Regions from separate parts of the Mus musculus genome. Here region 2 is linked to region 1. The links are chromatin contacts, called in public HiChIP or PLAC-seq maps. All regions are on one chromosome and are shown on one strand. The core of a region is the stretch at or near the end of the contact, and the rest is flanking DNA. Distances in the headings are between cores, read along the strand shown. Region 1 has its middle 220 kb from the start of Gm33236. Region 2 overlaps Bcl11b (B cell leukemia/lymphoma 11B).

Evidence for each region. HiChIP or PLAC-seq counts read pairs in DNA pulled down with a chosen protein or histone mark.
Region 2: an H3K27ac HiChIP or PLAC-seq map of SST interneurons shows a contact between it and region 1, with 10 times the contacts expected there. The contact joins two enhancer-like sites. A contact is called at or near these places in 3 of 115 datasets of contacts at active chromatin or transcription factors (SST interneurons, astrocytes and embryonic basal ganglia).

What each region holds. Positions count from the first base shown.
Region 1 is chr12:107,427,834-107,431,762 of GRCm38.p6, reverse strand. No RefSeq gene overlaps it. Among named protein-coding and RNA genes, the nearest start is that of Gm33236, 220 kb to the left of the region's middle. Within about 2 kb of position 1,867, at least 1 of the 459 cell types and tissues checked has an H3K27ac peak or open chromatin away from gene starts, as enhancers often do. A contact at or near this core is called in SST interneurons, where this site is marked.
Region 2 is chr12:107,918,866-107,922,794 of GRCm38.p6, reverse strand. The region is part of intron 3 of Bcl11b (B cell leukemia/lymphoma 11B); the gene reads left to right. Among named protein-coding and RNA genes, the nearest start is that of Bcl11b, 83 kb to the left of the region's middle. Within about 2 kb of position 1,839, at least 45 of the 459 cell types and tissues checked have an H3K27ac peak or open chromatin away from gene starts, as enhancers often do. A contact at or near this core is called in SST interneurons, where this site is marked.

The DNA of each region.
Region 1 (3,929 bases), core at 618-3,117:
GTGGCAAAATGCCGGACAATGTAAGAAGGAGAGTCTCACTTCAGCCCATGGCTTCAGAGACACTTCAACTGGAGGCATGGCAGAGGAGCCCCAAGGCAGCAGAAGTCTGGAGAGGAAGTTCTCCAAATGTTGGTGGACCAAGAAGCAGAGCATATGGCCAGGCTATTTATAGCCAGGCCCTGCCTCTACAGCCTTAAAGGTAGAGACACAGCTGTATTCAAAACATAATCCTGTTAAGGACATCTTGGGTTGAAGCCATTATATCTCCTGGACATCCAGTAAGACTAGAGGGGTTCAGAAACATTGATAGGATTGGACCACTGCTGGGGCTGGTGATCCACTCTGGTCTGATTGGCTTTTATTCCTTTGGTTTTAGGATTTATTTATTTATTGTATTTTATGTATCTGTGTCTGTGCACTGTGTGTATGCCTGACACCCAAAGATGTCTGAAGGGGGCATCAGAACCCCAGAAAATGGAGTGAAGGACTGTTGGGAACCACCATGTTGGTGCTTGGAACTGAACCAGGGTACTCTTCAAGAATAGCAGGCCGTCTTAACTACTGAGCCGTCTCTCCATGCCCCAGAATCACTCTTTCCATATATATCTTTGCATATGAATATTTTTATTTGAGAACATAATTCAGTTAAAATCAGGTTGCCAAAGGAGGGAATTCTGTTATGTCTATAGGAACCACACTTGTGGGAGGGACAGGAAACAGAGAAGCAACGATCATGGAACGTGAGGTTGGGATGTGCCCCTGTCCACTACACTGGAGGACCTATGTGAAGCTAGCAATCCTTCAAACTTTTTAACAGCGCTGCTAGCCATGATGAAATGTGTCAATATGATACAGTTAGCCATGAACTAGGCAACAGATGATAACAGTCTCTGTACCCCAGAAAGGTGAGAGCAGTTGACCACTGATGGTAGCTCTCTGTCTCTGTCTCTGTCTCTGTCTCTGTCTCTGTCTCTGTCTCTCTCTGTCTCTGTCTCTCTCTGTCTCTCTGTCTCTCTCTCTCTCTCTCTCTCTCTCTCTCTCTCTCTCTCTCTCTCTCTCTCTCTCTCACACACACACACACACACACAGAGTCAAAGAGAGCATGGTCCCTAAGCAGGCTCAGAGTGCAGAATGAGTCTAAAAGGTACTTTTGGTTTTTCCATTACACCCAGCAATCGACTCTCATGATAAATCATGGATTTGGGACATAGATGCAGCTCAGCTTTCCCTGAGAGATCAGAACTGCCATACAGCTGCCCCCTGACGTTTTGCTGGGAGGAGCAGGTGGAAGCGATGGCAAGTTCAGACCCTTGCTTCTCCTTCATCTTGAGGCAGTGGTCTGTACTTCAGATTCCAGAGGACGGTTTCCATTTGAACTGAGGAAAATCATTTTTGTGTCTTGAGAAAGTTTTGGATTTTTTTTCCCCTTCCTTTGGTCAGGAAGGACTTTAGAGGCCACTGTGAAAACCTAGGAAAAAAATAAAAAAGACACTTTTATGAAAGCTATCCATCAAATGTCAAGGATAATAATCAATTTTCTGTCACAATGGACTGATAAAAACTTTCAGTAATAATGTCATGGGGGAAGAATTTGTGTCAGAACTCAAAACGCGGGGCCCCGATATCAAACGATTTCATAAAAGCCCAGTACTGCTGTAGCCCTCCGAGGCATGACAAAATACAATTTCTCATCCACGGGATACAGAATAATTCCCCTTTTTTATTTTTACACTCAGAAAGGCAAAAGGAAATCTGACTTTCAAAAAAATATATATATGACACAATCCGGCTTCTGCAGGCAGGTGAGAAGTGATCACCCCGGCCGACGATATCAGACACCATTCTAGTGATTCGGCTAGCATCATGCAAATGGCTGCATAATGCCGGCTCCTCTCGCAATGTACAATCAAATCAGCATTCTAACACTACAAGCCGGTGATGAGCTTGTGAATAAATATGCAGGAGCACATAAAAAAAATCAAGGCAATCAAGAGGAGCCCGCGTCCTCACTCGGACCTATAAATCTTTGTCTATTTCAATCCTAAGGCCGGCCGAATCAGTGTAAAATCCAGAGGGGGTGTCATCAATTCCGGTTAACCTCTCTATTCCTCTTTGTGTCGGCTTAGGGGTGATGGATTGGTTTTGTCACTACTGCTCCGTTCACAGTATGTTAACATGGAAGGGTGCAGACAGGTTATGAGGAGAGGTGAGAGCTGCCCCAGACTTGACCCTTGCTCCCACACATCTGGGAGACCACAGGGGAGTACTGTATCTCTTTGTGCATGCAGGAGGCTCAGCCCATGGACCACACATGAACTTCCCTGGCATCTAGTCGTGGATTGCTGTTTTGGAGTTAAAACAGGGTATACTGGCTAGGTTTCTACTGCTGTGGTAGACACTCTGACTGAAAACAACTCAGAGGTTGGAGGGTTTAGTTCACGTTACAGCTCTTGGTCTATCATGCAGGGAGGTCAGAGCAGAAACTCAAGGCGGAACCCTGAGGCAGGAACTAAAGTAGAGGCCCTGGGTGAATGCTATTTCCTGGCTTGCTCCTGACTTCATCAATTTGTTTCCTTATATAGCCCAGGACCACCTGCCGAGGGATGACATCCTCTACAGCGGACAGAGCTTGCCCACATCAATTATCAATGAAGAGAATGCCCTGCAGGTTTGCCTACAGGCCAGCCTGAGGGAGGCAGATTCTCAGGTAAGTTTCCTGCTTCTCAGACGACTCTAGCTTAGTCAAGTTGACAAAACAAAACAGACAAACAAACAAACAAAGCCTAACTAAGACACAGGACTGTTGAGTGAGCTTTCAGTAGATGGAGACTGGGGCAATGGAAGAGAATGGCTAGAAGCCCAGATGCCTGACTGGCCCAGGGCATAGCTGCAATTCTCTGTGTTTCCCTTCCCAAGCCACGATTGTTCACCCAGTACTACTGAATTCCTCCACATTCCAGACAGAGCATGGAAGGACACTCCAGTTCCCCTGTGGCAACACCTGATGAGTTAGATCTGCACAAGGTACGCACCTATTGACCAATGAAGCAAGAGTGACCTGTGTGCTCTCATAGCCCAGGCAGGTCATGAGCTGATAGACCTAAAAGAGGAATCTTGAAGCAATCCCAGCTCTGCCATGTTTAATGAAGCACCGTTGACCACAGTCACAATGTAGAAACCATCCAACTGTCTGTGGATGGGTACATGGCAAATGAAAATGTGGTGTCCACACTGAAGAATATAACCCAGCACTGCCAGAGGAGAGAAACCAAATGTGCAGATGTGAACGAGACGTGACGGCACTGTAGCTAGCAAGGTAAGCCCCACAAAACCTGAAAGGCCACACAAACTTGTTTCATGTGACAGATGCTTAATGGTTAAGAGATGGGAAGTGGATGGTGACTGTTGTCGGGGGAGGGAGAGGGGGGGCCCGGAAGGGGAAATATAAAGTTGGTAATTAATATGTATCGAGTTTCAGTTAAGCAAGATGAAGAGGTTCCAGAAATCTGCCAAGCACCATGGAGTCTGGCATTAGGGATACCATGTTGTACCTTCAAACCTTCGCTAAGAGGGTGGATTCATGTCAAATGCTTGCTGTGGTATGGCGTGTGTGTGTGTGTGTGTGTGTGTGTGTGTGTGTGTGTGTGTGTGTATGTTGACATGAGTCTCACTATGCAGCCCTGCTTGGCCTAGAACATTCTAGCGATGTAGAGCAGGCCAGCTGGTCTGACAGAGAGCTGCCTTTCTCTGCCTGCTAGATCCTGGGAGTAGATCAAGTCCTGGCTGGATGACTTTATAACCTCATGCACTGGTCATTTGGAAAACAGGGGTTCACAAAGTTCTTCCTGGTCATACAAATGCTGGCACATCTCTCTGCACGTTACCCACACCATCTTCATTAATGTCCCCGTGGGCCACACACAAGAAGA
Region 2 (3,929 bases), core at 590-3,089, 490 kb before region 1:
TGGATTTGTAGATGGCTATAAGTGCTCAAGGAGCCCCGGTTGACATTTTCTCTGTGACATTGTGAAAGATGTTTTTAGTTTTTGTTTTTGTTTTTGTTTTTATTTTATTTTATTTTATTTTTTGAGTGCTGGAAGATATGGGGATTGGCAAGTACTCTATCACTGGGACGCTGAAATACACCTCCAGCCGGAGGGGGGGCAGTTTAATTTAATTTAATTTTTAGATTCATTTGTATTTTATTCTGTGTGTATGGGTGTTTTGCCTGCTTGTGTGTTTGTGTGGCATGTGCATACCACGCCTACAGAACCCAGAAGAAAGCATCAGATCTGCTAGATCTGAACTTACAGACAGATAGCTGTGACCTGCTGCGCGGATGCTGGGAACGGAACCAGCGTCCTATGAAAGAGCAATCAATGCTCTTCACCGCTGAGCCACCTCTCCAGCCCCATGGGGAGGGGGACAGTTTTTAAGTGAACATGAGATGTACTTGTCACCTGAATAATGGTTGTACTGGTTGTCATCATGAAACTGTGGAGAGAGCACTCTTAGCAGTTATAGGGGGTGTGCGTCTCAGGGGTTGGGGTGGGGTTTAAGTGATGAAGCAAGACAAGACCAGCCTTCTGTTTGGGTTCGGGGTGAGGAGGATCACTGTGAGACACCCAGGGGTACCAATTACTGTCCCAGGTTCAGCCACCTCACTGCCATGTGGTCCCTTCACTAGGTCTCCCAAGCAGCATATGTCACCAATATGCTTTTTGGCTCTGTAAAATGACTCCCGTATTCCACCCTAGAGTGAATGCCTGCCACAGGGTAGACATAATGGGAGACTGTCCAGGGACAATCAGTGGCCTTCCATGAGAGGGCACTGTCAACATGGAACCATTGACAATGTGACACACGCAGGGAGGCCTGGGAAGGTGGTGATGGCACGGTGATTCTCTAAACTGCTGTCCCCGTGGTCTAGCATGATCATGTGATCATGATCCTCACTTGGCTTCCCTCAGAGGTGTTAGTGAACAAGGGTGACATGAGCTGAGGTAGCGATAATGCTGAGTGAGCCGTGCAGTGCTTTGTGGTTTACTGAGGAGCCCGGGCGGCCCAGACCAGTTCCCCTGCTTGATCAGAGGTGTCCTTTAACATTTGCTGCTTTTGAGTCAAGCTACATTACTCTTCTTCCAGGCCTTAAACCAAAAGGCATCCCTGAAACACTCAGAGCCACATACAAGGATGGGTAACAAACCCGCAGTATATAACACCTACTGCCACATTTATACAGCAGTGAGCGGTGGATAGAGGGAGGACCTCACAGTCCCCAGGCCAAGTAGGAAGCAAGGCTCAGAGAGGTGACATCTCATGTTTGGCTACACCCTTTAGAGATCAAGTTCCAAGTGTTCAGTGATGCTCCTATGGGGGGTGGGGAGTCTTGTCAGAAGAGATCTGGGGTAGGAGTCTGCGTTTGAAACTCCTCAGACAACATACTGAAAGAACAAAGAAGGCTCAGTGTGTGTTCTAAAGATCTATGAAAGTAAGGAGGGAGGAAGCAAGAAAAGACACCGCAGGGCCCTCTCTGGGTTCTGAGCTGCCCCGTGTGATTTAGTGAGACAAACGCAACTGACATTTCTAGGTCTGTAGGCCAGGATTGGTGCTTCTGAAGTCATTTGGACCCAGCAGTTAGCATCATTAGCTGCAGCCGCTACAGCAGTGTAAGGCTAGTGGACCCTGTCCCAGCCATTAGCAAAGCAGCCACCGCCCACTGCAGGGCACGCACTGGGCCACCTGCGTGCAGGTATCTCTCTGAGTTCGATGCAGCAAGGACGGGTTTGGGATGAGCTAAGCAAGCCCTGAGTCTGACGCAACCTGCTGTCTAAGGCTCTTCTTGTCTAAAAGCAAGCCATCTGTGCCTGTGCTGTGTCTATAAAATACTTATTCAGTTCCTGAATAGAAAGACGTTCCAAGTGGCTCGCCAGAGACTCTCTGACGTTGTTTAGTTCTTAAAAGTGAGCAGCCCCATACTCAGGGCTATTTGTAGGCGAGAGAGAGCCATGAGGTCGTCACATGTAAACGAACATTTTATTTTAAAAAAGAAGGGGGTGGCTGGAAAGAGAGTTGTCAAGGGAGGGCCTTCAAGGGCTGGGGGATTTATTTTTTCTTTCTGTCAGGTACTGGGGGAGGCTGCTGCCTATAGTGAGTGAAGCCTAGAGTTCTGTAGAGGGACACTTAGGGGCTCTGATGAAGATAGCTCTCACCCCAGGGTGACAAGTGGCCCTGAAATCTGACCGGACAAGTAGTCAGCCCCCTTTCTCCTCACAGTTTAACTATGGAGGTGACATCTGGGTTCTAGAGCATGCAGGTCAGAATATGTGTGCCCTTCTCTCTGCTTTTCTAAAACATGGAATCGGTTATGGCTACCTAGTTACATAGTCTGCTTTGGACTTCGGTATTTGTTGGATAGAACAGTCTAGAAAAACATGTGGCCACCAGATAAAGAGACAGGAAGTACTTCAGAGCAACTCAAGGAAATGGAGATGCTGAGAAGAGATGGGCCCCAACTTAAGAACACCCCAGATCTCAGCAACCATCCTCTGTAAATCCATTACTTAGAATGGCTGGGGCCCAGAGAAGGGTACAGAAACACCTTTAATTTGATATGTGACCTCCTAGGACATGGTACTTCATTTGTGTTGATAGCTCCAATGTGTCTGAAAGGGACTTGTATTTACCTTCTTAAGAAACACATACACACACACACACACACACACACACACACACACACACACACACACACGATGTGAGGAAGAGTCTGAACCTGTCTTCTGGCCAGCATTAGCTAATAAGCTGAGTATGGAGCAGTCAGGGCTTTGGAGAGGCACGGCTCCTGTTAGCCTAACAGTCTAGTCACAAGCATCGTGGCTACCCAGACCTTGTGAAACCAGGCTAGAACAGAAGATTCTCGCTAGAGGTCATGTTGCCCAACACAGACCCACCCAGACAGGCTGGGACAGCTGGCGAGAGCAGTAGCCTCTGTTCTCCCAGACTGTTTCTGTTTGTTGTCGTTTTGTTTAGTTCTGCTGGAGGGTCTGGTGTGGAGGACTGTACCAAGGGCCTCATATGCTAGGCAAGCCCTGTATCCTGAGCTCTCTGGTGGCAGTTTAAAGGATGGAGTAAGGCCTGGAGAGACGGCTTTCTGTAAAGGAATGCTGTGCAGGTTCGAGAACCCGAGTTCCAACCCTAGGATGCACATAAGAAACAAGGAATGGTGTCATTTACTCCTATTCTTAGGATGCGGGATGTGGGAGAGGACCTCCAGGACACACTGGCCAGCCGGTCCAGCCTAGTCTGTGGGCTCCAGGTCCCAGTGAGAGACCCTGTCTCAAAAAAGGGAAGATGGCGCCTGATGGAGAACAACACTGGAAGTTGTCCTCAAGCTTCCTCATGCATGTATATATACACACATTCATGCACACATGAACACTCATGTACAGCAGAATGAGGCTGGACTTCCAGGATTCTCTTATTTCCGTCCGTCCTTCTCTGCTTTGCTCCCCTCCACACCAAACCCACAGATGCAGTATCAGGGGATGTCGGGAAAATCCCTGGCTTGCAAAAGCATGTCTTGGATTCCAGGGCTACTTGCCCTGGGCCTGCTGGTGCAATGGTCCAAGTGAATCCCAATGCTGCCCCAGGTTGACACGGTACTTCTCTGTGAGTCCTGGCCGGCTGGCAAACCTAACTTAGAGAGGTGCATGCTGGGAACAGAGGCTTCAGAACATACACACACTGTGGGGGTAGGGGGTGCAGCGTCCTATGAAGTGTCGTTAGCTGACAGGAAGTGAAGATGTTGTCTACCCAGGATTGTAGAAGCCCCAGGTTAGGCTGGTGGTACAGCAAAGGTGGTGGCTTCTTAGGTCCATTTCCACAGCCCTGTCTA